Linked DNA regions of Mus musculus: regions 2 and 3 are each linked to region 1. The links are chromatin contacts, called in public Hi-C maps. All regions are on one chromosome and are shown on one strand. Each heading gives the region's core, a stretch centred on a gene start, on an enhancer-like site or on the middle of the called end of the contact. The rest is flanking DNA. Distances are from core to core; before and after follow the strand shown. Region 1 holds the start of Sv2c (synaptic vesicle glycoprotein 2c). Region 2 has its middle 36 kb from the start of Poc5. Region 3 has its middle 100 kb from the start of Poc5.

Evidence for each region. Hi-C and Micro-C count contacts between places; a contact is called where the count stands out from the background.
Region 2: a contact with region 1 is called in a Hi-C map of the N1E-115 cell line, with 3 times the contacts expected there. The contact joins the enhancer-like site here to the promoter of Sv2c in region 1. A contact is called at or near these places in 3 of 484 Hi-C or Micro-C datasets (the N1E-115 cell line, cerebral cortex and embryonic stem cells), 4 of 115 datasets of contacts at active chromatin or transcription factors (embryonic forebrain, embryonic hindbrain, forebrain and 1 more) and 2 of 9 other capture datasets (liver and pancreatic islet).
Region 3: a contact with region 1 is called in a Hi-C map of uterus, with 2.8 times the contacts expected there. The contact joins the enhancer-like site here to the promoter of Sv2c in region 1. A contact is called at or near these places in 3 of 39 promoter capture datasets (the 3T3-L1 cell line, 3T3-L1-derived adipocytes and trophoblast stem cells), 3 of 484 Hi-C or Micro-C datasets (cerebral cortex, nephron progenitors and uterus) and 1 of 115 datasets of contacts at active chromatin or transcription factors (neural progenitor cells).

What each region holds. Positions count from the first base shown.
Region 1 is chr13:96,130,569-96,134,608 of GRCm38.p6, forward strand. Sv2c (synaptic vesicle glycoprotein 2c) reads right to left here and starts at 2,009. Exons shown (of 13, transcript NM_029210.1): 1 at 1,880-2,009. It overlaps Gm29543 (predicted gene 29543), which reads left to right and starts at 2,157. Exons shown (of 2, transcript NR_167969.1): 1 at 2,157-2,211; 2 at 2,792-3,682.
Region 2 is chr13:96,349,811-96,353,850 of GRCm38.p6, forward strand. No RefSeq gene overlaps it. Among named protein-coding and RNA genes, the nearest start is that of Poc5, 36 kb to the right of the region's middle. Within about 2 kb of position 1,736, at least 23 of the 459 cell types and tissues checked have an H3K27ac peak or open chromatin away from gene starts, as enhancers often do. A contact at or near this core is called in the N1E-115 cell line, cerebral cortex and forebrain, where this site is marked.
Region 3 is chr13:96,285,556-96,289,595 of GRCm38.p6, forward strand. No RefSeq gene overlaps it. Among named protein-coding and RNA genes, the nearest start is that of Poc5, 100 kb to the right of the region's middle. Within about 2 kb of position 2,191, at least 3 of the 459 cell types and tissues checked have an H3K27ac peak or open chromatin away from gene starts, as enhancers often do. A contact at or near this core is called in uterus, where this site is marked.

The DNA.
Region 1 (4,040 bases), core at 759-3,258:
TTTTAATATTCTGTCAGGGAGTCCAAGATCAGCCAACAGTACTTTCAACACGAATTTTTATGGTTTAAAAAACCAAAGCGCCACTTTTTTTTCTAAGCCTTTCTCAAATCCCACTTAGATGCCAGGCCTCTGCCAAAAGCCTTAGGAAAGGATTGGCTTTAGAGAACCTGAGGAACTCAACCAAGAAAGCATTTGCTTGAAAAATTGGCCTGAGCACTAGGAAGCTTGCTAACATAAAATGAATGGACTCTGAAAGAACTGTCTTACTCCTGCTAAGGACAAAAAGTAAACTGAAAAGCGCCCCCCTCCCCGCCCGTTTTCTTAGTCAATCAGCTATGCAGGAAGGAAGGGAGTCTGACGGGAGAAAGGAACATCTGGGCATCCCTCAGAGACTTAAAAGATGTCTGGGCACCCGGGGGAATCCTGGTTGCTGAGACGACGCCTTCCCAGTGCTACCACTGCGGCACACTGCGGAGCTCTTTGCCTGCCTGCAGCCTCTGTATTGCCCGGCATCCCCTGCCACCCCTGCCGCAGTCTATCCTCCCACCCGAGTCCCTCCAGTCGCTGCCGTCTGCACAGGGCGCGCCACAGGGCATCCATCACTCCGGAGCCTTTGACGCACACACGCGCGCGCTCCCAGACAGGCTGGGTCTCCTAGCCCTCCCTCCACCGCGCCCTCCCCTTGCGGGGCTGTATTTGCATCACGCCCACACGTAGAGGGTGACGCGAGCGCCCCCCCCCCCCCGCTCCCATGGTCCAGGCGGTACTTCCAGAGCTGGTGACTCAGCTCCTCCCTCTCCGCCCCCGCGCGTGGCGGACTGAGGTTCCCGCACGCCCACAGAGATGCTCCTTGTATCTGAGGTGGGGTGCTGGCTTCCCCAGCCAAGTTCATCCCGGCATTCTAAAATCTTTCTTTCCTTCCTGGCCAGAGGCGTTCCAGTTCGCGGGAGAAAGTATTCTCGATTCTAGAGCCCAGTTGGAGAGGAAAAGTCCACCAAGAGAAGATGGTGACCTGTCGCCCATTTCCTCTTGTCCTTAAATTAGATACCTCGGTAGTAATTGTTGCTGCCATCATCATCATCATCATCATCATCATCATCATCATCATCATCATCATCATTGGGGACAGTCCCTCTCCTAAGAAATCCTCACTCTTAGATGCGCTTCGCTGCGCCCCTAGGCGCATAGTGGACGCTCGATAGGGTTTTGCTCAATAGAGGTGCAGTGTTGGAGAAGTGTTGATTCTTACAAAGGGCCACAGCAGGCTTTCCTGCTTTCAGCTTGTGTGTGTGTGTGTGTGTGTGTGTGTGTGTGTGTGTGTGTGTGTGTGTAAGAGTTTGAAAATTGACGGGTTTTCTGCTAGCCTCCCGCAGAGCCGACTGCGGCTCCCCGTGCTTTCCAACCACTTCTGCACATCTGCAGAGGGTTCCCCGCAGAAAAAGTTGAGCCAGAGGCTGCGGGGATGGCTCGCTGATAGTGGGCGCTCCCGGCTGCCTGTTTTGAATAGTCTCTCCAGCCCTCCCTGAAACTCCCCCACCCCTGCGCCCCCAAAGAAGTCGGGAGATGCCTGCAGCTGCCCACCCACCTGCCCTTGAATCCCGAACATAGCGCACCTTTAACCTGCCTCTGCCTAGTAAACCCGGGGCCACTCGACTGCCTCAGTGAGATTTCCTGCTTGCCATCCCAACACAGGTACCCAGCGGGCAGCCTGCCTCACCTGCAGCCGCTTTTCCCGGGCCAGAGCTGGCAAAGTTGCGCTAGTTGCGCTTCTGGAAGGCTGCAAAAAGTTCTCTGGTTACAACGCTGGGTCTCCCGGCACAGAAGAAAAACCTAGCACGGAACGAGCCCTTGCCACGGTTGCGGGGGACTCCTTACTCACCGTTTCAGGCGCCGGGGACCCCCTGCCCTGAGCCACCGCTCTGCACTGCAGCCGTCGCCTTGCGAGCACCCCTCCGCTTGCAGCCCGGGGCCGCCTCGGTCTGCCACTCTCTCCTGCAGCGCGCGCAGTGGTGACTCCTTTGAGCTAGTCGGCAGCGAGAGGAGGGGCGGGAAAGTGGCTCCCGGCGGCCACGCTGCGGTCCTCCTCCTTCGCCTCCTCCCTTCGGTGCTGCAGTGGCGGGCGGCGGCGTGGCTAGAGTACAAGCGATGCGCAGGGAGGGGGTTACGGCGCGCGGGGGAGGAGGGCGCTGTGCAAGGCTGGGCGAGCTCCCGGTATGATGCGGAGGTGTTGCTGCGGTTCGGGTCGGGGGTGGGGAGGGGTGCGGTGGGGGTTGGCTCCAAGTGGCAGGTACTTTTGGAGAAGTCAGAGCTCAGTTTGTAGCAGGAGGAGGAGGCGGGGTGGGGGGCGTCGATAAGGCACCCGTGCTGAATTAGTCACCGAGTGTGACTGTGCGCTGCTCGTTTGGCAGCCCCTTGGGTCGGGTCCATCAAAGCACAAGGAAATTGTTGATTGCTGGAGGCCAGTGCCTCGGGAAGGAGGGCTTTTGTTCTGTTTCTGAGCCTGGAACTGGTTAATTTTGACTAGGCTTTCCGTAAGTCAGGAGTAGCTGATCACCCCCGCCTACCCCCCAATCTCCATGCTAGCACACGAGACAAAACTTGGGGTGTAGCGGAAGGAACTCCACGTGCGGGATGTGTGTATGTGTCCCTAAACCAGGGAGGGCCAGGGAGCAGCCGGAACTCCGGGTGGGGGGATTTCTAGCATTTTTAATAGGAGAGAGAGAGAGAGAGAGAGAGAGAGAGAGAGAGAGAGAGAGAGAGAGAGAGGTGAGAATATTGCTCTTGTTCTCAGGAATGCCTTAGAGGGTGAGAAACGGCAACCTTAGCCTCACCTTAGCGCTGGGGCTGGACTATACCAACTGGAACTCATCCTGGAGAGACCACACCCAAGTATCTACTCCGTCTTGGCAGGGCAGAGCGTCATCCTGTTACCCATCCGCTCATCGGAAGGGACAAAGTGGGAAGCCAGACATCCTCATAAAGTAGACCCTACCAGCTCCGAGCTCTCGTGAAACTCGTGTACTTTGGAAGCTCCCCGACCCCCGGCAGGTGCCCGCCGCGCAATCATTACCCTTGTAATGGTAACCCCGAGGAGCGAGACAAAGCGAGGCGCTGGTGGGAGCTGCAGTGGGTAGATCTCTCACACAATCTCTCCCTGGATGAGTTCATGCGAGAGTAAATAGCCTGAAAGATTGAATAGGTGGCTAAATGCTTGGCTGTGCCGATACATAAGTAAACAATGCATGTAAATGTTTGTGTTGCTGGAGAAGAGCAGCCGGGCTCTTCAGAGATCCAGGCGGTCTGGAGGCTCTCGCTAAAGAAGCTGGTGGGGACCACGTGGACCGCCTGGGACAGATAACTCCAGCTTGCTATAATCCGTGTGTGCCACAATTCAAGATGAGATGAAGAGAGGAAAATGGAACCAGCCTCCAACCTCTGGCTGCCCCTCCTTGCTGCTCTGGCATTCCGAGACTCAGGATTCCCAGGCCCTGTTGAGCCTACAGTTTCTGGACCGATCTTTGAAAAATCCATCTGGATTGTGTGTTTTGCTTAAATGCTTTGCGGTTTGTACCACTTACTGTGGTGCTGTGAGATGAATGATTGGAATGGTTAAAAATTAACCCACTCATTTAGACATCCTTCCTGTGCATTCTTACTTAATAAACAATTATTTGGGGTAAAACATCTGTGTTGCTACCAATGTAAGATACCATGTAGGCACAGGTGTGCTCCAGCATCGGTGTGAAATTTTTAAAAACGTAAATCGTATCTGGATCTATGTGGCGTTGCAAAAGGTGCTGGTAATTCATTTACTGCCCTGATGGATACCTCTTTGAGGGCGTGCCAGTAATAGTTGCATAGTAATTTATTATTTCTCCAAATGATGGATGTATAGAGAACAATGAGATGAACCTTAAAAAACAAAACAAAACAAAACAAACAAACAAAAAACAGTTAACACACTTCCTGGTATGGGACTCTTCCTTCAACCAGTTCTTGTGGGGTCCATGGACTCTCACAGGGTGAGTGGACTTTCTAGC
Region 2 (4,040 bases), core at 486-2,985, 220 kb after region 1:
TGCACAAATATATGCCACATACATGACAAAATTTAGATTTAAAACAATTTTATGGTGAATATTTTTCAAACAGGATCTCACTGGGCAGCCCAAGATTGCCTGAAAGTTACAATGACTCTCCTGCCTCTACCTCCTGAATGCCAAAATTACATATGTAAACCACCTCATCAAACTTTTAAATAAACGTCAACTGTATCCTTAAGCAAAATGATTTTGCTCTGAGGACATAGATATTTTTCAGTATACCTGTAGGCATTAAATTACCAACTTGAGTTGTCTACTTCCCCACACAAACCAAGTATCTTAATGAACATCTTTTCTTCTAAGGTACTTTTTCAAATATGAAAGTAGTATTAATACATCCATATTGTCTTGGCCCTGGATTTTTAATGGCATTTCAAAGGAGGTTTTAAACAAGTGTAACTATAACACTGCCCTGTATAAGAGCAGCATCTATTTTATATTTTCTTTCACAATCATAGTATCACATGGAACTGGGAACAGAGGCTATGAGGAGCAGAGTGTAATGGGTCATGATGACCATTTCAGAACAGCTCGACCCTCCTCGGAGCCTTCGAGCAGGCTGCGTGAGCTGAATTCAGAAGCAGAGAGGATGGATCGTACTGCAAGCTGTACAGTTAAGCTGGGCAAGTGTGTGTGTGTGTGTGTGTGTGTGAGAGAGAGAGAGAGAGAGAGAGAGAGAGAGAGAGAGAGACTGACTCACGTAAAATTACCCCAATGAAAGAAATGTATTTTTTGTGTGTGCATTTCTTAATACAAAGCACTCTAAATCACTAGCACGTTTAGTTCCCATTGTTGGCCACTAATGGAACAAACTGCATTTCTCTACCATCTTACCGTGTCACAATTCCTGCACCCTTGTGAGTAGAATTATTACTACTATGGCAGAGCAACTGAATGTTAATGTTTGAAGGCAAAAGGGATGTCAAAATATGAGGTTATAATCCATTGTCCTCATGTTCCAAATGTACCACACTTGGGTTTGAGAGAGATGAGAAAAATCTACCGCTTTTTGCCTTGTCCTGGATTTTAATACCCTTAAGGGGCAGACTGCCCTTGTCCTAGCTCCTTGGCAGGAATTCTCATTGAGTCCGGGACCACTTTAGTCCAAATTAAGATTTTTCAAGCTATGCGCAGCATCAACAAGCTCTTAATGAACAGTAACTTCCCGCATCCTGGAAAATCACCTCCTTTCCGTTTGACACAGGATTTCAGTTCCTTGCCTGGGGATAATAAGCTAATGGATTTGGGTGCAGGATGATAACAAAGAATATGTGAAATCTGTCAATGCTTTTTTTTTTTTCCACTATGGTGATTCCCACCAACCCTCACTGACTGCCTGGGAATGCAGCGTACTATAATGAAATCCTTCATCAGGAGCGATTTTTGAAATACCCCTTGGTTGCTTAAGAACCATTTCAGACAGAGAGATTTAGTCGCTTATCAAGCATATTTGTCTATTTTTTTTCCTGTGAAAACAAACCAGAAATCTTTTCATTACTCCTTTTCTTCCTAGCTTGAATCCGCCCAGGCAGAACTGTCATGCCCCCTTTTTTCCTGCACTGTGACTTGCCAAACCATTTCTGATTGAAAGACACAAGCAAGAATTTAATGGTGTGGAACAAGCGAGTCAGCCGTCTCTGCAGTGCACCCCATCACAATGAGAACGTCTTCCTATGACTCAGAGTGAATCAGATGGAAAGAAAAATAACAGCACAAACAGCAGCTTTGGAAATAAATGGCGACGTGTGCCTTGCACGAACCAGGCTGCCGTGAAGACCACGCTAAGGAGACCTGGCCGGGCTGCCTTCTGCTTTCTCCAAGGAACGGACAGAATGGGCAGCAGACTTTTCTTCCAGAAGAAATCAAAGCATGCACAGTTGTTTAGGCGGACTTGGGCCAAGGAAAACATTTGCCTGTATTCTCCCAAGCTACATGTTGTGGTGACATCATTGGTATATGCCGAAACACCTTATTTGCATTTGATTTTCTGTTTTGTTTTGTTTGTAGAGGTGGGTTTGGGGTGTTTTTGGTTGGTTGGTTGGTTTTTGTTTGTATTGGGTTTTGGGGTGTGTGTATGTGTGTGTGTGTGTGTGTGTGTGTGTGTGTGTGTATTTTGTTTTGAGATAAGGTCTCACTGTGTGGCCTTGGCTATCCTGGAACTCACTACATAGACTAGGCTGACCTCCAATTCACAGAGATCCACCTGCTTCTGCCTCCCAAGCCCTGGAACTAAAGGCGTGCACTACCATGCCCAACTTGCATTTTGATTTTATTTTAAAGATTTATTTATTTATTATATATAAGTACACTATAGCTGTCTTCAGATGCACCAGAAGAGGGCATCAGATCTCATTACAGATGGTCGTGAGCCACCAAGTGGTTGCTGGAAATTGAACTCAGGACCTCTGGAAGAGCAGCCAGTGCTCTCAACCACTGAGCCATCTCTCCAGCCCACATTTTGATTTTTAACTGCTCTTTTTATGAATGGAATGAATAAGTGATTGATAGATAATGAAATAAAGTCATATATGATTGTCATACAGGAGGGCTCAAAATATAAATTATACATTATATATTTATGTATATAAGATAATATATTATAGAGCATATTTTAAATATTTAAAATGTTGACAGATCTATACATTGACATATATAGTGAAAGGAAGAATTCTATTGAAAACCAGGACATCTCTGACTAGGAGTAGCTAGCAAGCTTGCCTGTTAACCCAGCCATGGCTAACAGCTCATGCTTGCCTACCCTTCCTACTAGTTTTGCACCCTCATTTCTGTTCGCACTGCCTCCTGGGTCCTCGTTCCTATGCGACACATCTCACACACTATTTGACTACACGGTGAGTTGTGGAACTGGTAGGAGGGACCAGCTGGAGGCCAGGCAGTCTATGAGTGGCAACGGAGGACAGCTCCTTCCATCTTTGCTGCTTGTCCTATTAGCCTCTCTCCCTGACTCACAGGAGGGTGTTTCAGCTGCAGCTGGGGAGAGGGAGAAATTGAGAAGCAAAGTGATTCCATGTCAGAGGCCCACTCCATTCCAGTGCCTCGGCGGCCCACAGTGTGAACCCTGTAGAAAAGAAGACAGGAGATCTTAACCTAGCATTTAGCTCTTGCTATCTGCCAGAATAGAGGCTCAAAATGCAAACTTGATAACCCTAGGAACTGAGAAATAGGATTACACAAAATATTCAAATATATTCAGCACACCAAAGGAAATATCAGCCACGCGAAAAGGCAGGCTACAGAATGGGAGAAACATCTTTGCAAGCTATACTTGAAACAAGAAGTTAATATATAGAATATAAATTACTGCAAAGTTAAACACACCAGAATGCCCAAAATATCATCACATCAATAAATGGAAAAAAATTAAAGAAGTCTTAAAAGAGAAAAAAAATATGAGCAATAAATATTTAAATGCATTAAACATCTTTAAACTGTACAGAAATGCAAATTAAGAATCATTTGAGGGGGGTTGGAGAGATGGCTCCATGGTTAAGGACACTGGCTACTCTTCCAGAGGGCCTGAGTTCAATTCCTAGCAACCACATGATGGCTCGAAAGCATCTATGTGATCAGATTCCCTCGTCTGGCACGCAGGAGTGTACTCAGATTACTCAGACATAAAGGTAAGTAAATCTTTTTATTTTAAAAGAATAATTTGAAATTCTGTCTCCCCATTCAGAACAGCTGTCATCAGACAACAAAGACTGGCCATGGTGTGAGGAAAAGAACATTTACTCTATGCTAGAATGGGCATAAGCGGGCGTAGGCTCATGGAAACCATTGTGGAAGTTCTCAAAACCACAAAAATACTGTGAGACCCAACCCTTCCACTCCTGGGTACATACACAACAGACTATATATCTTACCCAAGGGGTCTTTGCACATCCATATTTATTACTGTACTACTTACAGGAGCAAAAATAAAATCAACCTACATGTCCATCAACAGATGGCTAGATAATGAAAACGTGGTACATAGACAGAATGAATTTTATTGA
Region 3 (4,040 bases), core at 941-3,440, 160 kb after region 1:
TAAGACAGCCAATTAAGATGCTTTGGGAGACCAAATCTACTGGATTGTTTCAAGCAGTGCCATGCAGCAGTGGGAAGCACCAGGCATTCAAACCCAGCATGCTTGGTGAGCATTTGGCTCACCTAGCCCAGCTTGAAGAGTTTTATTTTATAAAGATGGAAACATCTTTATAAACAAAGCATGGGAAAATGTTAACATTTGTCAAACCTGGGTGATGATAACAAAGGTATGTATTAGTGTACACTTCTTACTTATACTTGAGGAGCTTTATAAATGGAAAACAGTTTAACTTAAACTTTAAAATCTGACTGTGCACAGCATCTGGTACAAAAGACTCCGTGCTGATTTGTATAAAGAAATCAAATTCAAGGCTCAAATCATTATGAGCAGATTGTTTTGTTTTCAAATTGGCACATTTATTTTCAAACAATACATGGAAACATAAAGTTATACATGTTAATGGGATCCTGTGTGAACATGTTTAGCATATTTATGTACAGCATAATATCCTGATAAATAAAAGTATCATTTATTTGTGGTAAAAATCTTTCAGCATCATTTTTCTCAGCTTTTTAAATTTTATAGTACATTATTTTTCCCTATAGTCGTCCTAGTATACAACAGCACACCAGAATTTCTTGATTTTATCTATGTATCAATAGTATCATTACCTACATTAAAATCCATCCATTAAAGACATTTATAAATCAAAAGATACCAGTCAGTTTTTACCATATGAGCCTTCCTCACCTACTAGGCATCTATTGTCTCTGGCTTCTGCCTATTTAATTGAGGGGAAATGTCACCCAGTCATTCATCAACCATTCTCCCAAATTCCTTCAGAGGGGGCAATTCTACATCTATTGAGGGCCATAACTTAAATATTCCCCCACCGTAGGTTTTCATTCATTATGCTTTGTCCCATGTCTTCTTTGGTAAAACCTTTGCTACAAATTATGTGTCTGACCTGGATTTTCAGGACTTTTCTACTTGATGCTAAAATTCTAGGGCTCTTAACCAAGCCTGCTTCCTTCTCCTATGCTCTGTGCCCAGAGGTAGCTGCCTATCCTCCATAGCTACCCACACAACACGCCGTGCCCTTGTCCTTCCCAAATGGTTAGAGAACAAAAGGAAGTCTTGCCAGCTTCCCTTTCTCTTTCCTGGGACCTCGCCCTCAATTAACCTGAATTCTTGAAGGTTCCCAGAGACTGAGCCACCAATCAAAAAACATACATGGACTGGACCTAGACCACGTACAACCAAATGTGCAGCTTGGTCTTCATGTGGGTTCCCCAACAACTGGAGAGGGGGCTTACCCTGACACGTTTGCCTGTCTGTAAATCCTGTTCACCTAACAGGGCTGCCTGTCTGGCCTCAGTGGAAGAGGATATACCTACCCCTGCAGTGATTTGAGGTTTCAAGGTAAGTTGGTAAGTAGAGGGGACTTCTCCCTTCTCTAGAATATGTTTGTCATAGCTACACTTTGGAGCAATAAGCTCAGATATATGTATATGATGTATATGTATATGTATATGTATATATGTATTTATATATGTGTGTATATATATGTATGTGTGCATATATGTATATATGTGTATATATATATATGTATATATACTGATTTAGGATGAATAAATACAAATCTCTCACATTTTCTATCATAAATGCATTAAAACACTCAAAATATCCTTTATCCTGTTGTTACCTTGATTTTGTTGTTTGAATTTCATGCATTATTTAGCCTCTCCTAGCTACAATGATTTCTTTTTTTAAAAAATCAGTTGTACTTAGAAGATTCCATATATAGTCTGTGCCATAAAACAGAATTCATTGGTACTTAGTTCTCTGCCGTATATTTTGTCCATCTTTTAGGTGAGTTTGCAATGCAGACAACATACATTAACCCAGTTTTGCACTGTAGAGTAAACAAGTCCCTCAACACCTCCTATGGATCGTATGAGAGAGAACTGGCATTCCTTTGAGGGATAGGAGGAACTCTAGTCTTTGACACAAAGAGGTTGCTTCTGTGGGAGGTTATTCAGTCATGTAAAAACAAAGCACATTGTTTGTTATGAGTTAGAATAGTTTCTAATTATGCTCAGTTTGATATCAATGGCATAAAAGCAATCATGGTGCAATCAAGCAAGACAGCAGTGCTTGCAGGTTCCACTTGTTCTCATAAATTACTGTGCTGCCAAAGGCTGAGAAGTTCCTTGTACTACCCGAAGGCCAGTCACAACTCTATTTATCAGGTCCCCTCTGTGTGTCTGAGAAGTTGCTTTTTGCACCTGGGGAGCGTGGTTAATTCAGTGCTTTTTTTTTCCAGTTTCTTCTTTCCCAGAAATCTTCTGAAGGTTGGGCATTATCTTCCCGGAGATAAATCCAGAGCGAATCTGGTCTCAGGAAGCCTGGCTCTGTAAAGATGAGCTTTCAGCTCAGAACCGCCCACGTGGAAAGTCCCTAGTCTATTCAGATTTTGCCATTTCTTTCATATAGCTTGATTCCCAGGCTGCCTGGTAAGTGATACCACTGTGAAAACGCATTTGAATAGAGTGCTCAGTTGTTGGTGTTTTTTTTTTTTCCCCTGCTCCTTTGCAGTATAGACACGCATGCACCTGAAAGAAATGGGTTCTCTGAAATCCTTTTTAAGATAGATAATGTGCTTTAAGGATTGAATAAATATGCTAATAAAAATAATAGCGCAACCCTACACAGAGAACCATAGGCAAATGAGGAAAGCTAGTGCGAGGGTGATCTTCTCTGGGGAAGAGCACACTGATTGCTTGTCCAGTGCCAAATGGTCAGCCCTGAAAACACACATACAAGTAACATTATACAGGCTGAGCAGGTTATAGAGTTAGGGTGTGTGTGTGTGTGTGTGTGTGTGTGTGTGTGTGTGTGTGTGTGTGTGTATCAGTGTTTATAAATCGTCACCATTGCATCTCAACAAAAATGGAACCACCACACAGTCTGAAGCCAAACTAACAGAAACTAGAGGCAGACAGTGGAACTGGATTATGCAAAAATGCAAGCTACCTCTTTTGTTGGCTCTGTGTGGATGATGCTTTTTCATTTGTCCCTTTGGCCTTTATTAGCAGATTGCATAAGTTAATGTCCCAAAGCCTAACCATCCTTCCAGAGCTAAAACAGACCTCATCATCTTAGCACATCACCCCTGTGCTCTGCTCCTGAGTTTGTTTCCTCGCTATTTCATTGGATTTTTTTTTCAATTTCCTCTTATTTGAAGTTTTTCTATATTTCCACCAGATTTTTAAACATTAACTTTTGGCTAAACTGTTTGAATACATGGAAAGGAATTTGATCTTTTCTGTCCTCAATCCCTGGATAAATATCAGAGCTTTACCTGTTCTTTAGACATTTAACAGAAGTGGCCAGCGGCACATACGAACAGTGATTGGTGTATCTCAGTCATTCCTCCTCAGATCAGCGGTGACTCCTTCTTCCTGAGGTCCACTGCTTTTCTTCATTAAGCAGATGCAGTTTTCTTTTTAACACCACGCAGTTGTCTCTCTAACATGAGATGAAGCTTTGGGGGATACACTCAAGAGTGGTTTAACTGGTTCCTGTGGGTAGAAAAGGAAGGCTCTAGAAAGAGTTGAAGAAGGATGCAAACATGATAAAAAAAAAATCAAGTAAACTCACAGAAAACTCATAATAATTTTTTAATATAATAATATTAAAAACACATTATACACACATATATATCAGATACAGAAAAAACACATTATATACATACAGATAGATATCTGAGATCTGCATCATACACACATACACATATTATATAAGCTAAATCTCTCAGGCAAAGCCTGTGTTTTGCCACTCATGCCAGGAGATGCTGGGCAGAGTATGGAGTACTGAGACTAGATGGAAGGAAGTGGGGGTATGGCCCCTGGAGCAGGAGGATGGCAAAGGCACCCAGGTGACTTCCAGATGCCAGCGCCCCGCCCTAAGACTATGCAACCTCATCTCGAATCCCCATTTCTTCTTACATCATTGTGTCCCCCGACCTTCACATGACA